Regions from separate parts of the Zea mays genome. Here region 1 is linked to region 2. Evidence: chromatin contacts called from public Hi-C data. All regions are on one chromosome and are shown on one strand. The core of a region is the stretch at or near the end of the contact, and the rest is flanking DNA. Distances in the headings are between cores, read along the strand shown. Region 1 has its middle 15 kb from the start of LOC103649667. Region 2 holds the start of LOC100192587.

What was found. Hi-C and Micro-C count contacts between places; a contact is called where the count stands out from the background.
Region 1: a contact with region 2 is called in a Hi-C map of leaf, with 4 times the contacts expected there. The contact joins the enhancer-like site here to the promoter of LOC100192587 in region 2. A contact is called at or near these places in 5 of 25 Hi-C or Micro-C datasets (ear, endosperm, leaf and 1 more).

Annotation. Positions count from the first base shown.
Region 1 is chr3:9,526,198-9,531,402 of Zm-B73-REFERENCE-NAM-5.0, forward strand. No RefSeq gene overlaps it. Among protein-coding and RNA genes, the nearest start is that of LOC103649667, 15 kb to the right of the region's middle. Within about 2 kb of position 3,809, at least 14 of the 20 cell types and tissues checked have an H3K27ac peak or open chromatin away from gene starts, as enhancers often do. A contact at or near this core is called in ear and leaf, where this site is marked.
Region 2 is chr3:9,470,667-9,476,123 of Zm-B73-REFERENCE-NAM-5.0, forward strand. It overlaps LOC100192587, which reads left to right and starts at 2,269. Exons shown (of 10, transcript NM_001367078.1): 1 at 2,269-2,653; 2 at 2,809-3,045; 3 at 3,168-3,192; 4 at 3,334-3,423; 5 at 3,546-3,717; 6 at 3,875-3,948; 7 at 4,047-4,116; 8 at 4,227-4,298; 9 at 4,425-4,561; 10 at 4,642-5,305. The coding sequence starts at 2,401. The coding sequence ends at 4,723.

The DNA of each region.
Region 1 (5,205 bases), core at 2,559-5,058, 57 kb after region 2:
AATTTTAGGGACTAAACTTAAGTATCTAAAATACTCTGTCTAATTCTATTGACTAAAATTGACTAAAAACATTACTCCATCAATCCCAAAATATAAGTCATTCCAAGATTCTTGGAGAGTTTTTCAAGTTTGACCAAATTTATACAATGAAGTAATATCATTTATGATATCAAATGTATACAATTAGATTCCCCATTAAATATATTTTCATATCTTCCTACAGTACTTTCACTTCAAAAAAATATATTTTCATACTATATCTATTTCGTGTCATAATTTTTTATAATTCTTGCCATACCTTAGTCAAAATTTAAAAACTTTGACTCTCCAAAAATCATGGAATGACTTATATTTTGAGACGGATGGAATATTAACTATTGTGCGTGCGCTACAGATGGCTGTCAAGCCCGCGGCTCGCGAGCCCGCCACGAAGCCCGCTATTTGGGTCTGATCTGAGCCCGGTCCAGTCCGGCTCTATGCGGGCTCGGGCCCAGCCCGACAAGGACGGCGTGCTGGGCTCGTTCAATGTTTTCGGCCAGTCGGGCTAGCCCGGGCACGGCCCGTTTCTAAACGGGCTCGGATTCGACCCGTTTAACAAGGCAAAGTTGCAAAAATAGCTATATTATTTATTTAAGGTCTATCATGTATTTGTGATATGTGTATTATTTGTAATATATGTTATTGTATTTAGTTATATTCTTCAATTATGATTTGTAAATGTGTTCAATTTTTTATGGTGATCTAATTTTAAGCTTAGTTTATCCGCTGGCGGGTTTGGGCCGGCACAATGTTTATTTTCGGGCCGAGCTTAACGGGCTGGCCCGATATGGTTGGGCCCATCCCGTGTCGAGCTCGTTCAGATAATTGAGCCGTGTCTCTTGTGTTGCTTTTATCTGTGATTGTTTTATTCACAAGAGCTCGCTTCATAGCAACTTGGTTAACTCGCACTAACACTTTTATAATCAAGTTTGTGGCTATTTTGTGTTTAATTTCACAGGATCACCTATTCACCCCCCTCTAGGTGCTCTCAGATAGCCCCTCGATCTAGAATCAGTCTTTTCTTTAGTCCCATGTTGTCTACGTTCTCTCTAAACATGTTGGATGGAAGACCTTTTGTGGCAGGATATGCTAACATCTGATGGATTTTGATACGCTCAACTTTAATAGTTTGGTCATGGATCATCTACTTAACAACATAACATGTAGTTGGCAGGCCCAATAGACTTATTGTTGTAGGAGTAAAATAATGTTAGCTCATTGTCATATTATATTCTCAATGATCTTTCTATGCTATCCACATACTAAAACCAGGTACATATTTCTTTGGTGATATACCCATACCACCTGCCCAATTAGCTTATACATTGCCATAAACTCGACGTGCATTGTCGACGATACAATAATCGTATATTTGCAATTATTCCAAGAAACACCCCTCCAAGAAGTATGTAGATATATCTAGAAGTGGAATTTAATGTATCAACACAACCTGCCCAGTTAACAAATGAATACTAAACTATCTCAAAGAAACTACAACTTCTGTGTGTAAGCATGAGGCCATTTGTTCCCTGCAAATATTTGAGAGAGTTCTTAACTTTTTTCCAATGCTCTATAGACAAAAGATAGGTGTTCCATCATGGAATATCTCCCCTTATTTGTAGAACTTGTTTGGCACAGCTTATTTTCAGCTTCTTCACATATTTAAGCAGAAACTGTGTCAAACAGGGAGCTTCTGCATTAGCTGTTTCTAAGGTGAACTAAAAGCAGACAATAAGCAGAAACTGGTTTTCACCGGCTAATCAGATAAGCTGCGTTTTCAACATCAGCTGTGCTAAACTGGGTCGTAGACAACAAATAAGCTTTTCGGTGTATGTGTCACCTAGGCCTTCTTGGGCTACATGTTTCTCAACACAAACAATTGCATGTAGGTGCATGCACTAGTATTTTTTTACTGCACATACAGGCCCGTCTAGTGCCTAGCACAACTGGGCCGATGGCACAGGGATAAAAATTGTTTGATGTTTTGCAAATTAAACTAAAGAACCTTGCTTTAAAATAGATAATATAAGAGAACAATGATATATAATAAATCAAATTTGAAAGAACTCATTTTAGATTGTTTTTATTTCTATATAGTATAGGTCATAAGACCTATTTTTATATTTTTGCACCGGCCCAAGAAAATAGGAGACGGCCCTGTGCACACACATGACTCATTTATGATTTGTTTGGTTTCTTTAGTCACCTTTCTGAATTTTAGGGACTAAACTTAAGTCCCTAAAATACTATGTCTGATTTTATCGACTAAAATTGACTAAAACATTATTCCTCCGTTCCAAAATATAAGTCATTCCAAAATTCTTGGAGAGTCAAAGTGTTTTCAAGTTTGACCAAATTTATACAATGAAGTCATAACATTTATGATATCAAATGTATACCATTAGATTTCTCATTAAATATATTTTCATACTATATCTATTTCGTGTCATAAATCTTTTATGATTCTTGCCATACTTCTGGTCAAACTTTAAAAACTTTGACTCTCCAAAAATCTTGAAATGACTTATATTTTGAGACAGAGGGATTATTAACTATTGTGCGTGCGCTATAGGTGGCCATCAAGCCCGCGCCCCACGAACCTGGCACGAAGCCCGTTATTTGGGCTTGATCTGAGCCCGTTCCGATTCGGCTCTATGCGGGCTAGGGCCCGTCCGTGCCAGGCTCGTTCAATGTTTTGGGCCGGTGGGCTAGCCCGCGCAAGGCCCATTTCTAAACGGGCTCGGATTCGACCCGTTTAATAAGGCAATGTTGCAAAAATAGCTATATCATTTATTTGTGACATGTGATATGTGTATTATTTGTAATATATGTTATTATATTTAGTTATATTTTTCAATTATGATTTGTAAATATGTTCAATTTTTTATGGTGATTTAATTTTAAGCTTAGTTTATACGCTAGCGGGCTTAGGCCGTCACGATGTTTATTTTCGGGCCGAGCTTAACGGGTCGGCCCGATATGGTTGGGCCCATCCCGTGCCGAGCTCGTTCAGATAATTGAGCTCGTTGGGTAGCCGGACCCGGTGCAGATAATTATTCAGGTCTAATCGTGTCGTGCTTAAACGGGTCGTGTTTCAACGGGTTCAGATCGTGACGGGCCGGCCGACCCATTTAGACATCTTAGCGTGCGCACTTAAAAAGGAATTCGATTACGTGCATGGGTCTCCAACCCTTGTGCGAACCTCTAAAGCTTATATTGTTAGCCATTATACTATCTTCAACAGCTTATCTATTATATTTCTCATATTATATTTTAAATTTTACAAGAACAGTTTATAATGTAAATAGAACATTGTTTTGGATGACTATAGATAAGCTGGACACGGTGCCACGGAGGGGAAGTGAAAGACTCGTCCGTCCTAATCCGTACGCGGGACCGAGATCCGTTCATCCCGATGGAGCCCCAATCATGCAGAGATGGCATGCAGTCCCTCCGTCATCATCAATCAGAACATACAATTCTGGACGAGGACGACGCATGCGCAGCGCGACCATCGGATGATGAGATATAGTGTAAAAATCACACACCGTGCCCTGCCCGGCCGGTCGGCATCTGCAGTGCCGTTGCCGAGACGTATTATTATTAATTATTATCCAAACAGCTAGACCGCCTCGGCGGTTCGTGTTCGTCACGGCGCACGTCACGGACGACGGCGACGGCGACGACGTCCCTTGCCGCCGTCGAGTCCGCCGGCCTGCCTGGCTGCCCCGATCCAATCATATGCTGTCTGCAGGCTAGGCTAGCTAGCTAGGAGCCACACGTGCGGCAATGTAGTATAGTATATTCGGAGCAGCATCTATATGCAACTCACGGAGATGTATGAGGTCGGGCGGATTCCGTCGCCTTCGCCGACGATTGGGACGGGGCGGCGGGCGGCGGCCCTGTTGTTTTGTTGCTAACTATACTAGCGGACTAGCTAGGTAGGCCAGCCGCCGCAGCCCGCAGCGGGAGTTCGGAGTTCTTTTCCTTGTCCGGTTGTCCCTGTGCGCGCTCGCCTGCCTTCTAGAGCATGGCCGCGACATCGATTGGTATTACTTAATTTAATTTGTTGGGATCGAATCAAAACGACTAGTAGATCTCTGGGTATCGCAGTATCGTATTTTGAAGGCATTTACCAACTGTGTTAGGGCTCACCTACGTTATAATCCTAGTGATATGCATCTTCAGACTCCATCCAATGCAACGCAACGCATGGGGCAAAATCTTCTCTCTTTGTTGCGCGAGGAGAGACGGTGAAAAATGTGACAAAGAACAACTAATCCAATACAATGTATCTATGTAGTAAGCGCCTCCCCGCGACCTGATGGGTTTAATACTAACTTTATCAAAAAATGTTGGCCGATTATTTCACAAGACTTCTATGACTTATGTGATCAATTTTACCATGGAGATGTTTGCCTTCGAAGCATTAATGGCTCTTATATTGTCCTGATTCCGAAGAAGGATAATGCCAGAGTAGTGGGCGATTTCAGACCAATCTCTCTTCTGAATAATAGTATGAAAATCATTACTAAGCTGCTGGCTAACCGGTTACAGACAGTGATGACTTCCCTTGTCCACAAAAATCAATATGGCTTCATCAAAGGAAGAAACATTCAAGACTGCCTGGCCTGGGCTTTCGAATATATTCATCTTTGCCATATTTCAAAAAAAGAGATTATTGTGCTCAAATTGGACTTTGAAAAGGCGTTTGATTCTCTAGAGCATGAGTTCATTCTTCAGGTATTGCTGCACAATGGCTTCGGCCCCAGATGGATAAACTGGATTAGGGACATTCTTCGGTCTGGCACGTCTTCAGTTCTTCTTAATGGTGTACCTGGGAAAACTTTTCACTGCAAGCGTGGGGTCAGGCAGGGTGATCCCCTCTCGCCTCTTCTTTTTGTTCTCGCGGCAGATCTGCTTCAAAGCATCATAAATAAAGTGCGGCGGCAAAACTTGCTCAAGTTACCATTGTGTAACACCCACTTTGTAATTGCTAGGAATAATACCAGTAGAGGAACAATTTCTCTTTATGTGAGTTTGATCTTTATGCATCATCTTATGTGAACATCATGCCCAAAAACAATTAATAAAAACATATACTACCAAATTATGCATCATGCTCGATTTTATTCTGTGTGCATTTTGTGATAACATATAATAATG
Region 2 (5,457 bases), core at 1,019-3,518:
GTAACGTAACGGAATAATCAAGCCAGTGGATGTGTTTGGGACGATGCGCTCCGACTCGACGGACACACAGCCTACAGCAACGACGCGTACGCGGGAGGGGAGAGATGCCCGGCCCTTGCATTGCTTGCCCATCCCGGACAGATCGAGACCGCGCCCCGCACAAACAAGTATAGGCCGCTAGCTAGGCTAGCCGCGCCCGCGCGCACCACCAGGGCCTTGTGAGCGTTGTGTCATACATACGCAGCAGCACACGACGCCGCCGGCCCGGCGCCACCGCGCGCACTCCTAGCCTCGCTCGATCGCTCTCCGCAGCGAGGAGCCGACGACCACGGTGGCCTGGCCGCCATGGACGCTCGCCCGCGCGGCCGCGCCTCCTGGTTGACTAGCTAGCTGGCAGAGGCTTGTCCATCCATTGCCGCGCCGGCGGCACATCATCAGGTGAGTCGCCGTCCCCTGCTTCATTATATTTCCTTGGCTGCTGCTTGCTTTGCTTTGCCTTGCTTGTTCCTCCCATGCATGCTCGCTACTAGCTGGTGCTGGTGCTGGTGCTGATCGATCTCGTGATGGTCTATCCATCGGATATCATGCAGCCTCTTTAGCTGCTAGCTGGGAAAACGATTCATCAGTTCAGTTGCGTGTGTTCTGTTGAATCGATCACCAGCTGCAGACGTAACTGCGCGCTGTGCGATCTTGTTCCTCGATCTCCCTCCTTGATGCATACATATATATATGGTTGGTTTTCGTTACGCACGGGAAAGACGAACTGAATCATCACTATATATAGCTAGCTAGCATTAATATTTCTCTCTGGTAGATAGATTATATGTCTTTCGTTCTGTGTATAAAATTTTTTGAGAAATATAATACACTACGTCGTTGTACGTGTCTTCTGTTAGTCGCCCGTGTGTACGTACCTATAGTTGCTGCTGGTTAGACCGACGACTGAAGTTTTGTACGTATGGAAGAGTAGTAAGCCATGTCGTTAGTTCCTTTTGCCGAGGAGGCGACGACGATCTCCAAGATCAGGATATGCATATGCTCCAGAGCGAACGCGAAAAAAAAAGGAAAAGCGTGCGGCCGGATCGGATATGTGCGCTGACTGCTACTAGCAGCACCGTACCAGTACTCGTCAAGAGGAATTAATTCAGCATCAGGCTCCTTTTGCTTTGTTCCATTCTACAGATCATCATCCATCCAGATGCTTTGCCTGCCTGACGTACGCTTTAGTAACTTGCTCTCTCCATTCTCCCTATCTAGCTTAGCTACAAACCCATCCAAACAAAGCTAGCTCTCTGCTGTGACAGCCACAGAAAAGCCATGCACCTCTCCAGTCCACCAGCACTGACTCCACCACCTGTCTTTAACCGTAACCGTCCCACCTCAAAGCTAGCCGCGCGCTCTGCTGAATTAATTGTTTCTAGGCAGCAGCAGCATTGCGTTCATGTCACGCACTGCCTTTTCTTTTCTTTTCTTTTTTCTTTTTCTTTTTCAGAGATGATGCCTTTAACCTCTTTACATATCCCTGTCAATGCAAGGGCGGCGCGCGCGCGCGCGAATTCATCAGATTCTAGCTATAGCTAATCTTTTTTTTTTCCTTCTTCCATCCGGCCGGCCGGTGCTTTATCTGCACCAAGGCCGAACCTTTTGACGATGCTTTTTGTTCTTTTTAGCATCTGAATTCGAGCACGCAATCGACGCTGCAATATTGTTAGCGCGGACTGTTCCAGCAGCAAGGGCACCGTTTTCTTGGAGTTGGAACCTGGCTCACGCAGCACTATATAGCTAGCTGTTAGTGCCAACTAAATGGCACAGATATATAGCTAGGACGAACACTGGGGTGTTTGAATATATACCTGAGCTAATAGTTACTTACTAAAATTAGTTGAAGATATCCAAATAGCTTTAGCTAATAGTTCAATTATTAACTATTTTTAGTAAACTAGCTAGCTAGTGTGAGCTAGCTAATTCCGCTAACAATTTTTTTAGCCAACCAAATACCAACCTACGTATGGCTGCCTAGCTAGTGTAGGATCATCGACAGTGCCGAAACAGGTGGTGGTGTTTTGCCCACAAAGCAAGGCAAGAAAAAAGCCGGTCTTTGGGGGCGAGCCGAGCCATGCTTTGGCGCAAAGAAACACATCATCGTTTTCGACCGGCGCCAGCCAAAGACGACAGGCGTACGAAACGAACTACGGCGGGTCGGGACGCACGCACGCACACCACGCCCCTCTAGTAGCTTGCGTGTGTCGTAACTCGTAGTAACTCATCTACTCTTTTTTTATTAATTATTGATTGCTTGTTTTGCTTACTACCTCTCTCTGGTCTCTGCGTGTCGGTGCATGCGATGCGTGCAGAAACAGGAAGAAGCTAGGAAGAAGGAGCGGCAGCTCGCGGTGGTAGATGACGCTTGGTGCTGGTGCTGGTGCCGCCGTGGCCGACATGGAGGCCGGCAGTAGCGGCGGGTCGTCCTCCGACGAGCGGCGCGGGCGGCGGGTCACGGAGGACTGGTGCTGCGCCTGCGCGGAGGGGCTCTTCCTGGGGCCGCCCAACCCGATGGTGGCGCGCTACCTGTACGCGCTCATCTTCCTCGTCACCAACCTCCTCGCCTGGACCCTCCGCGACTACGGCAGCTCCGCGATCGCCGGGCTCCAGCGTGCGTATTGATTTACTGTATACCTACCTACCCGTTGCCCATGCCCGTGCCGTGCGTGGGAGTTGGGACGCATCGCATCGCATTGCATTGCATGCCACCGGCAAAGCTGATGATCGATGGGCATGGCGTGTGTTCCTTGGTGCATGCGCATGCAGGGCTCAAGGTCTGCCAGGGCGCGCGCCGCCACTGCCTGGGCGCGGAGGGCGTGCTGCGGGTCAGCCTCGGCTGCTTCGTCTTCTTCGTCGTCATGTTCCTGTCCACCGTGCACACCAGGAAGCTGCACGACTGCCGCAACTCGTGGCACTCCGACTGGTGGCCGGCGAAGATCGTCCTCTGGCTCGCACTCACCGCCGTCGCCTTCCTCGCGCCGTCGCCGCTCGTCCAGCTCTACGGTCAGTAGTACTAAGACTCACACTCGATCCCGGCAAATCCAGATCTATATGACTATATACAGCCTTTTGATCTCGCTGACGACGACGATGCGCCTCCGTGTCGTTCCTCTGAATCTTTGCAGGGAAGGTGGCGCATTTCGGAGCAGGGTATGTTTCCGTGTTCTTCAGCTCAGCATATATCCAGGCTGGCTAGCCATGCATGCGTTAGCTCGTTGCTCCATAGATTATAGAGATGATGCATGGAAGACATGCGTATCCTAACGAGCTCGCATCATCGGAATGAAGCAGGGCGTTCCTGGTGATCCAGCTCATCAGCGTCACCAGGTTCATCATGTGGCTCAACGACTGGTGCCGGTCAGAGACCACCCAGAAGAGATGGTAGGTTCACTTCACTGTCGCCACTCACTAACTGCTCGATCGATACACGATCGTCCTCTCAGCTGCTGCTCCAGATGCCGACGCGACTCACCGTCCATGCGCATGCAATGCAATGCATGCAGCCACTTGCTGATCCAGGCGGTGTCCATCGCCACGTACGTGGGGTCGCTGCTGGGGGTCGTGCTCATGTACGTGTGGTACGCGCCCAGCCCGGCCTGCAGGCTCAACATCCTCTTCATCACCGTCACGCTGGTGCTCGTGCAGCTCATGACCTTCGTCTCCACGCGCTCCAAGGCAAGCAGCACGCGTACATATACATACATGCTCCGTGCTCTGAAAATGGTGGCGTTCATTCTCCACGGCTGGGGCTTGTGGAGACGCATACGTACGGCGGGCTGACCGAATCTTGTTCGTTGGTTGTCGCGTCCTCTTGCGTGGACGGAATTAACAGGTGAAGGCAGGGTACCTGGCGCCTGGGCTGATGGGGATCTACGTCGTGTTCCTGTGCTGGTCGGCGATCAGAAGGTGAGAGATGGATCTGAAATCCTGTCTGTCTGTCGGTCTGTACTGTGTGGCTGCATCGATCTGCAACTAACCAAATAAAAAACAAACAAACACGACAGCGAGCCGCACACGGAGGTCTGCAACAGGAAGGCAGAAGTCGCCACGAGCGCAGACTGGGTGAACATCGCGGTAACTACAGGAGCCAAAATAAAAAGTCCAGTACGCTACTGCTGTGCAGTGCACTAGTCTGACTAACGAACCGGCGTTTCTCTCCGTGTCCCTCTCGATCTGGCTGGCAGAGCTTTGTGATCGCCGTCGTCGTCATCGTGGCGGCGACCTTCTCGACGGGGATCGACTCCAAGTGCCTCCAGGTGCGCGTGCCCGCAACTCCCACACACTTGGGCTCAACAATGCTGTACTAGGTAGTGCGTCGCAGTGGCACGTACTGGAGCTGATCGACGAGAGTCTCGTCTGCTGCTGCCTGGGATCCCTCGCAGTTCAAGCAGGCGGAGGGGGAGTCGGAGGAGGACGACATCCCCTACGGCCTGGGCTTCTTCCACCTGGTGTTCGCCATGGGCGCCATGTACTTCGCCATGATCTTCGTCGGCTGGAACGCGAGCCACACCATGGAGAGGCAAGCGAGCTCGATCACAAAACGGGTATGATATGGTGGTCTGAATATGAATACGGTCTTATGCCATGAGATCGCCGCAGGTGGACGATCGACGTCGGGTGGGCGAGCACGTGGGTGCGCGTCGGCAACGAGTGGCTGGCGGCAGTCGTGTACAGTGAGTGACCCTCAACTCAACTGCCCTGCCCCTCTCTTGCTCGCGGCCCTCTCGGACCATGGCCGCCATGCATGCGCTGCGCTTACTGATGGATGAACGTACGGACCGACGAACCAACGAATGAATGAATGAATGCTTTTGCTTTTGTCGTATATACGCAGTATGGATGATGATCGCGCCCGTCATCTGGAAGACGAGGCAGGTGGGATCGTCGGCAGAGACGTGATGACGACTGAGCAGCTTTCACTACTGATATGCTGACGAACACTACCCAGAATTTACATATACATATACAGATCGACCCGAAAGCAAATGAAAGGGTAAAGGACGACAACGGGGAAGATGTGTGGTGCGAGCAAAATTTATAACTGCTATGCATCGCCGACAAATTAATTCGCATTCCTGGATGCACATGCACTGCTGCTCGGGTAGTTTTTTGCTAAAGCCCTGATCGGAGGAGAACGCTAATGGCTAATCCGTCTTGCATGCAGTGAAGCCGCTCCACTCGGTTGAGGAAGCGCATCGATCTCGTTGTACTAAATAAACCATCTCATCTCATCTCATCTCAAATACACATGCGGGGTTTGTTTGTTTGTTTGTTTGTTTTGGGCGGACCTGATGACAAAACTGTCTAGTCCGAGCAGCAAATATCCGGACTCGTACGTCGGCCTGAGGTTTGGATTATTAATTTGCTCCCCGGCCGCAGCTGTCTCACTGTCTGGCAAGGTGCCAGCATTTCCAG